Linked DNA regions of Mus musculus: region 1 is linked to region 2. Evidence: chromatin contacts called from public HiChIP or PLAC-seq data. All regions are on one chromosome and are shown on one strand. The core of a region is the stretch at or near the end of the contact, and the rest is flanking DNA. Distances in the headings are between cores, read along the strand shown. Region 1 overlaps Dnah17 (dynein, axonemal, heavy chain 17). Region 2 overlaps Septin9 (septin 9).

Evidence for each region. HiChIP or PLAC-seq counts read pairs in DNA pulled down with a chosen protein or histone mark.
Region 1: an H3K27ac HiChIP or PLAC-seq map of double positive thymocytes shows a contact between it and region 2, with 2.7 times the contacts expected there. The contact joins two enhancer-like sites. A contact is called at or near these places in 2 of 115 datasets of contacts at active chromatin or transcription factors (bone marrow-derived macrophages and double positive thymocytes) and 2 of 9 other capture datasets (embryonic stem cells and pancreatic islet).

What each region holds. Positions count from the first base shown.
Region 1 is chr11:118,081,503-118,085,891 of GRCm38.p6, reverse strand. Dnah17 (dynein, axonemal, heavy chain 17) reads left to right here. Exons shown (of 81, transcript NM_001167746.1): 38 at 2,910-3,067; 39 at 3,453-3,591; 40 at 3,781-4,008; 41 at 4,281-4,389. Among named protein-coding and RNA genes, the nearest start is that of Dnah17, 46 kb to the left of the region's middle. Within about 2 kb of position 1,376, at least 8 of the 459 cell types and tissues checked have an H3K27ac peak or open chromatin away from gene starts, as enhancers often do. A contact at or near this core is called in double positive thymocytes, where this site is marked.
Region 2 is chr11:117,300,877-117,305,169 of GRCm38.p6, reverse strand. All of the region lies in intron 2 of Septin9 (septin 9), which reads right to left. Among named protein-coding and RNA genes, the nearest start is that of Gm34065, 24 kb to the left of the region's middle. Within about 2 kb of position 2,664, at least 16 of the 459 cell types and tissues checked have an H3K27ac peak or open chromatin away from gene starts, as enhancers often do. A contact at or near this core is called in double positive thymocytes, where this site is marked.

The DNA of each region.
Region 1 (4,389 bases), core at 127-2,626, 780 kb before region 2:
CACACAGAGGGGACAGTAAGGGTCCCATACAGGGAGGTATAACTGATTCGGCCTGGGGATGCTAACGTAGAGAGCTACTTTGGGTGTGGTAGCTCATGCCTATAACTCCTGCCACTTTGTGATATGAACCCAGGAGGATTGCCACAAGTTCAAGGCCAGCCTGGTCTATAGAACAACCTCTAGGTTAGTCAGGACTATAGATTAAGACTTTGTTTTGTAAGACAGAGAAGGGGAGAGAGAGAATATTTGATAACCCTTAGTTGGCTTTGAGATTGTACTGTTTGGCAGCAAACTAGACCAAAATGGTACAGAATGTCCAACGACCCTCCCTCTGCCTGCCACCCACACACACACACACCCACACCCACACCCACACACCCACACCCCCACACCCCCACACCCACACCCACCCCCACCCACCCCCCAGCAGGCTGTATTTATAGTCTCAAGGAAAGGAAGTGCAGAATACAGACAGCTGGATTGATCACAGCTGCTCTGCCTTATCTGAACATGGTTTGAACAGTTGGCTGCCTGCAACCGGCTGGAACTCAGCTGTGGGCTTCAAGAACTAAGTTACAATATCTCCATGCATCGGTTGGCGTTCACTAGATAATCCATGTAGGGAGAAACCCTTCCCCAAGCTGGAGCTCTGTGCAGAGGTGGCCTCAGGCCAGTCAGGTGAACTTGACAGAAGAGAATGAAGCACTCTGGGCTTTGAAGAACACGGCAGTATCTCAGTATAAACTAACCAGCCAGAGCGGATGGGGAAGGAGTGGTTGTGTGTCCAGGGAATTCCCTAACCCGGCACAGAACAGCAATGGGGAATCCAAGGCAAAGGGGGTACAGGGTGGGGGCCATGTCAACACCCCAAGCTTTTAAACTCACCCGCAGGGCTCTGTGTTTCAAACAGGAGCCCCAGCAGTCCTGGTGCCCGACAGACTGGATAGACAACGGGCTCTGAGGTCCTCCAAGGCTGGCCTCCAATCTCAGATCAGCTTGAGACCCCACCTGCAGAGCCCTAGGCCAAGGCCCGACTTTGGAGGTCCTCACGAACCAGGCCTAGCCGCTTGCCCCAAACCCAGACAGTAAAAAAAAGGAATGATGGATAATGGGGAAAGGAAGATGGTACGGGTCAGGGGAGTGTTAGCAAGAGTTCCAAGGCTACACAGGAAGGGTGCTGGGTACACACACCTAAGCACTAGTGCGCAGTGATGTTCCTAGCATAGAAGTGACCACCAAAGAGAGTCTAAGAAAGGTTGAGGTGACCAGTTCTCAATCTGCTGTCCCTTACCGACCTGTTCACCCAGAGCTAAGTCAGTACATTGTAGCGGAAGCAACATTGTAGCAGAAACAGCTGCTACTCTTGCTAGAATTTCAGTAGGAAAAACCAGTAGGGGTGGGGGTGAGGGCAGGGCTCCTGAACACCCAGGTGGTGAGGAGATACAGGGGTGAGAGGACCCACAGGCTGGGGAAACCTCACCTCTAGAGCTCTCATCAGCCCCCCTCCCACTCCCCAATCTGAGAAGGGCCAACTGAGTTTGCCAAGGTGATAGCCACGCCTCCACCCTATCCTCCCAGGGTCAGTCACACACCTCTGACTCTCTGACTCAGTATTCACTCCCAAGTCATGGGACGAACCCTAGGATGTTCCACGGCACCTGTTTGATGATCTGAATATTTGTGGACACAAAAGAACAGGGACCAAAATGCTAGGAAGGTCCTAGCAGCAGGAGATGCTCCCAAATTCTTGCCCTCTAGTCCTGCCCAGGTGTGAGCCCTGTGGGCTAGAGACTGGGCGGAAAACCCAGCATCACCCAGAGTCACCTACCAAGTCCAGGCGAGCAAGATTTGGGCTAGGGGGAAAAAAAAAATCCCATGGCTGAGAGATTTCAGTCACGAGCCTGGAGCGCCCCCCAGTGGTGATCTTACAGTTTGCCGCTACCTTCCTTTGGTTCCTCTAAAATCCCAAGCAGAGACCAGATTTCTCCGTCCTGGTAAGCAGGAGATGGCCCCAGAGACTCTTGGATGCAGAGTGGCTACTAATAGGACTCTTATGGGTTCTTGTCAGAGAGTTGACAGAATTTAGCCAGGGTCACGGCCAGAGGACACTCCTGAGACAAAAGCCCAGCTGAGGTCGGCTGTATAACACCACGAACAACAAGATCACAGCGGTGGAGGGCAGAAGTCAAGGGCAATGACAGAGTGAAGGCCACTGCTAATTCACAGCCACCACACTCTGTAACTGGCGCGGGGGCTTGGGGGTGGGCCGACAACCCAGCCAATAAAATGCTTACCACACAAACCCACCGGCCTGAGCTCAGCTCCTAAAACCCAAATAAAAAGCCAGATGTGGGCACTGGAGAGATGGCTTTGGGGTTAAGGGCACCAGTTTCTTTCTGAGGACCTGAGTTTGCTTCCTGACACCCATGCCAGGTGGCTCCCAGCTCCAGGGGATTCCGCAGCCTCTGTGGCCTCATCAGGCAGCCAAACACACGGGCATACAGACACAAGCACACACATAAATCTTTTCCTTAAGGGGGGGGGAGCCAGATGCTGCCAGGTCTTTAATCCCAGAACTCAGAAGGCAGGGGCAGATGAGTCTCTGTGAACTCAAGACCAGCCAGGACTACATAGTGAGGGCCTGTTTCAAAACACAAAGCCAGATGCCAGATGTGTAATTCCAGCACCGTGGAGGGGGAGACAGAAGGATCCCTGGGGCGCTCTGACCAGCCAGTCAGTTGGTGAGTTCCGAATTCAACGAGAGACCCTGTCTCAAAAAAGTGTAGAGCAATAGAGGAAGACACTGTTGCTGTCTGGATTTCGCATATGTTCATACCCACACATATGTGCACACATTTGCACACACAAATGGTTACATTTTAATGTGTGTGTGTGTACCAACTGTCTAGGTAAAGTGTGTCCAAGATGCAATTCGGGCCAAGAAAAAGAAGTTTAACTTCCTGGGAGAGATAATAAGCCTTGTCCCCACCGTGGGCATCTTTATCACCATGAATCCTGGCTACGCAGGGCGCACGGAGCTGCCGGAGAACTTGAAGGCCCTATTCAGGTGACAGAGGAGGGATCCGGCAGTGTCCCAGGCTGAGGAGTTAGTGGAGGAGGTGGAAGACCCCAAGGCTAGCAGCTCCCAAGATGGAGTAGGGGTAACAGGACAGCAGGCAGGTCCTGGGGCTCCCCAAGTGGGGGAGGGGGGCGCGGTCCACAGCCGAGACACTGGCTATTCTGCTTAAGGAGTCTCAGAGGAGTCGGAGCAGGCGTGGGGCCTGGAGCTTCCTGAGCTGGGTGTGTGGATGGATGGGGGAGGCTGGAACCCGGCTTCATGTACCCTGAAGGTTGACTGGCAGGGACACGTGGCCCAGGGGAAGAGGGGCGGCTGGCTGATGAGGAGCCAGGGAGGTGAAAGCGGGAGAGACAGCTGCTCGGTCACCTCTCAGGCCCTGTGCCATGGTGGTCCCTGACTTCGAGTTGATTTGTGAGATCATGCTTGTGGCCGAGGGCTTCCTGGATGCTCGCCTCCTGGCCCGGAAGTTCATCACCCTCTACACCCTGTGCAAAGAGCTGCTCTCTAAGCAGGTGTGGTGTGTTCTCCCAGCCCCTAGGGCTCTTGGTCCAACCTCGGCTGGGGGCGGGGGGGGGGCGGGGGGTGGTGATCCATACTTATGTCTCTGCCCCTCCCTAGCCCCGAGATGAACTCTGAGCCTGACAGTGCCAGATGACCACAGTCAGACGACAAGTTCACATCCGAGTTCCCACTCCCCGCAGGACCATTATGACTGGGGCCTTCGGGCCATCAAGTCTGTGCTGGTGGTAGCCGGCTCCTTGAAGAGGGGAGACCCCACCCGGGCAGAGGACCAGGTGCTCATGAGGGCCCTGAGAGACTTCAACATCCCCAAGATCGTGACTGATGACCTGCCCGTGTTCATGGGGCTGATCGGCGACCTCTTCCCAGCTCTGGACGTGCCCCGGAAGCGAGACCTGAATTTTGAGAAGGTAATTCTCTCCCCTCCCCGACGTACACCTCCGTATCCATCCTGAGAAACTTGCCCTTGAGTGCTGCAAGAATCGGGGGCAGGGGGGAAGAAAGTTGCTTCCTGCTCCCCAGCCAGCCCCAGGCTTCAGAACTGATGGCCACAGAGATCTGGAGTCGGGGTTCCAGGGCCGTGTGAGTTCTGGGTGAGATTAGGGGCACAGCTTGGCAGCTCAGCCACAGAAAAGGTTGCCTTCCCGTGCCCTCTTAACCCTGCCACTACTGTGTCTCCCAGATCATCAAACAGAGCATCGTGGAGCTCAAGCTTCAGGCAGAAGACAGCTTTGTGCTGAAAGTCGTCCAGCTGGAAGAGCTGCTTCAAGTCCGACACTCGGTCTTCGTCA
Region 2 (4,293 bases), core at 1,415-3,914:
GGACAGGAGGATCCTGCTGCTCAATGGCCGGCCAGCCTAGCCAAACAGGTGAGTACCAGGTTTAGTGAGACACCCTGTCTCTAAGAACAAGGCAGAGAGTGACTGAGGGAGACACTCAGTGTCAACTTCTGGCCTACCCATTCTCTCTCTCTCTCTCTCTCTCACACACACACACACACACTCATGTATGGACACATATACATGCATACACACACGTATACACACGCATGCACATGCACACTCACACATATATATACATGTATATACATGTGTAGGCACACATATAGACACATGCATACACATGCACTCATGCACGCTCGTGTGCGCGGACACACACACACAATTATATTAACCAGCTGAGGATGTCACTCATCAGTAGAACACCTGTCTCACACATACAAAGCCCCGAGTTCCATGCCAGCACTGGGAGGGAAAAAGACATCCCACCCCCACTGCATTAAGACGCCATTCGTCTAGATTCCGTGTTCCACACACCCCGTGCGTTCTGCTCCAGTGCCTGCGCTCCATTTGCCTTGCACCAACTTCCAGATGTCCTTGGCACCCTCCAGCCTGCACATCTGGAGCCCACCCCAAGGCCTATGCTGACCCTGCATGCCTTGACACCAGGCACCCGCAGCTGAGCCGTCCCTCATTCTTCTTCTTTAACCCTGGGCCTCTCACCTCCTCTCAAGCAAGCATGACACCACCGGGGGCATCACATCCCTGGGGACACCGCTGCAGCCCTGGCACCTCACAGCTCTAGTGTGTGGGGCTCTCGGCCTCCATTCCTTCCTTTGTAAAACGTTATGAGCCCTTTTAACACTTCAATCTCATAGCTGTAGCATCTACAGATATGACCTCTGTTCTGACACAGGCTTCCCCAAACCATGTCCTCTGTTGCTGCCAAGGGAGCCTGACCTGTAGGCACCAAACCAGCCCCTGTGGCCTGATAAGGTCATCAGGTTTCTAATGTCTTTGAGATCTGCTTCAAGAATGTGGATCAGACATGATATGAGGGACAGAGACATGGTAAGTAGACTTGCAGAGGACCAGGGTCAGTCCCCAGCACCCACATGGAGGCTCACAACAACCTGTAACTGGAGCTTCAGAGGCTCTGACGCCCCCTTCTGGCCTCCTGTGACCTCCCGAGCACACAGGGTACACATATAAGCAGGCACATACACATGTACACAAATATAAAGAGAACTTGGTATGTGCCCCACGGAAAAGCATCGGTGGGGTCAGGCTGTCAGTGACTGTGATGTGAGCATTTTGAAGAATTAGAAACCAGTAAGTTGAAGTTCACTCCCAAACCTCATCAACACTCGGCTACAGTCTGGATTGTGACCACATGCTGGACACCTGTGAGGAAACTGTGGGTACAGCGGGCTGTCTGTAAAGGGGATATTGAGAACCCAGAACCTTCCTGACCGTCTCTGCTTCACTACAAGGTGAGCGCTGCCCTCTGCCTTGTGTTCCCACCATGAAGTGGTCTGCAGCAACAAGGGGTCAACCAGGCATGGACCCAGCCGAGACAAACCTTTCTCCCTTAAAAGCTGTTTATCCTGAGAATTTTGTAACAGCAAAAGAAAGTTAACCTAGCTTGCCTGGCTATATCTGTAGCCGAGTGTGGAATTGCACCTGTAATCCCAGAATTTGGGCAGAAGGATCAAGAGCTTGTAGTGACTCTGAGGCTAGCCTGGGCTACAAGAATGGAAATTGAGAGACACAAAAGGCCATAGCGGTGCCTCCATGAATAGGGAAGTCCTAGATGAAAAGTCCCAGTGACAGTGACAGAACAGAACGGCAGCTCCTTCTAGAGGGATAAACATTTTTTTAAACTGGCTGTGGAGGAGTGACAGGAAGCCATGTGTTGGAGCAAGTAGGTGGCCCGTGGGCTGCGGGGTCTTGGTCATCATGAAGTCTGGATTGTGATAGAAAAATCACTGAATTGTGCTATAATGTCGGCCCGAAGTGGAATCAGAAGGATCAGGAATTTAAAGTCATCTTCCAATAGATACCAAGTTCTAGGCCAGCCTGGGCTAAAGGGTCCTCTCAAAAAAAAGGAGAAAGGAAAGGACAAAGAAATTCACACAGCTGTGTACATTAAAGAGGTGAGGGGGCTGGGGAAGAGACTGGGTGGGGAAGGCGCTTTCCACTCAAGCATGAGGAGCAGAGTTTGGCTCCTCAGCTGCCTGTAATCTCCCAGGAGGTCTGGGTCAAGCTGCTTAGCTAGACCCAGTGAGCTCTAGGTGTTTGTGAGAGACCCCACCTCAATGTATACCCTGGAGAGAGATCAAGGCAGACACTGACATCAACTTTTACCAACACACACACACACACACACACACACACACACACACACACACAAACACACACACACACACAGTCGCACACGCACACACACACACACACAGTCCCACATGCACGCACACGCACACACACCTATGTTGTAAAATGTACTTCTTCAGCTACTTTCTGGAAGATTCCAGACTTTGTGATCCTGAGACCTGGCATCCTGCCTGGACCACTGCCCTCCCCCTACTCCAAGACAGTTCCTTTCCCATCATTCCTTCCTCCAAGGTTGCAACAACAGAGGGTGGGTAGGTGGCCTTGCTTCTCAAGGCCCAGAGTCTTCTGCACATGTCCCTCTCAGAACCCATGTCACAGATGTGGGCATTCCCCTCTGGGCTCCACATCTGGGCATGCATACATGGCATACAAACACGTTTTAAAATTACTGTTGCTCTTACTACATGCATGAGTCGGGGGTGCACACCACAGGACTCATATGGACGTCCAGAGGACGACTTTGTAGAGCCAGTTCTTTGCATCCATTTTTTTTCATGGTTTCCAGGAGTCTAAGAGATCACCTTTCCCCACTGAGCCATCTCACAGACACATACACACATACATGTACATCTATGTATGTACTGAGAGTAGGTCTTCCTACAGAGCCTGGGCTGGCCCGGAATTACCCTCAGTTGCATGACTCTCCAGTCTCTGTCTCCCAAATGCTTGAATTACATTACATGCATTCAGTACACACCCAACTAAACAATAATTGATTTCTTTCGGTGCTTGGGATAAAAAGCAGTTGTGCCTTCTAGGCCAGCATCCGCCCACCCCACCCCCCACCCCACCACATCCTCAGCCCTAAAGAGTAAGTTTTGAAGAGTCCCTCCAAACTCACAGCCCCATGGAAAATAACTTTAAGTGTTTTCTTTTTTTTTCTTTCAATGCTGGTCGCCCACAAAAGTATCAGGCCCAGATGGTTTCACTAGTGAGCAACTTGAAAGTTTTAACAAAGACAGGATTGTGTTGCTGTGAGAGTGATCCAGAAGGGAGAGGAAGAAAGAAACATATCCAGGGTGTTTTTGCTAAGCCAGCACCACGCTGTCACCAAAAAAAGCAAAAATAGCTCGGCACACGCCCCACACTGCAGAGCCAGCTCACTGTGCATCCGTGCAAAAAATAAAAAAAATAAAAAATAAAAATAAAACAAAACAAAACCAACAACCCAAAACTCTAGATCCCACCACGATGCTCAAACCGAAATAAATTCCAGCAGATTAACGACACTGGTACATAAAAATAAAACCACAGAAACATTAGAAGAAAATGTGGATGAAATGCTTGTCTGTAATTCTGGAATGCAGCAGGATGTGAGACCCAAACGCTCAAAGGAAAAATCAGAAGCCAGACAAACACAAGCCTTCAGGTTCTCTGCTTGGAAGAACACACTACAGCTCTGGGGGCGGGGGCTTAAACCTCATACCACACATCACCGTCACCATCACCATCCTCTTCCTCTTCTCCTCCTCCTCCTCCTCCTCCTCTTCCTCCTTCTCTCTCTCTCTCTCTCTCTCTCTCTCTCTCTCTCTCTCTCTCTCTCTCTCTCTCTCTCTCCAAGGGAGGGTCTTACTTGGTAGCCCTGGCCAGCTTAAGTATTCACTCTATTGCCCAGGTTGGTCTCTAACTACTGGCAATCTCCCTGCTTGAACCTCTCAAGGTCTGACCACCACCAATCAGCTCAAAAACCTCTTAGAAAAGGAACCATAGGGCTGGAGAGGTGGCTCAGAGGTTAAGAACCCGGCTGCCCTTGCTGAGGAGCCAGGTTCAGTTCCCTGCACCCACACGGCAGCTCACAATGATCTGGAACGCTGGTTCCAGGGAAAACAGTGCCCCCTGCTGGTCTGCACAAGTACAGCAAGCATGCTCATGGTGCACAGATCTGCATACAGGAAAATACACATAAGGTACAAAATAAAAGAATAATTAATTTTAAAATTA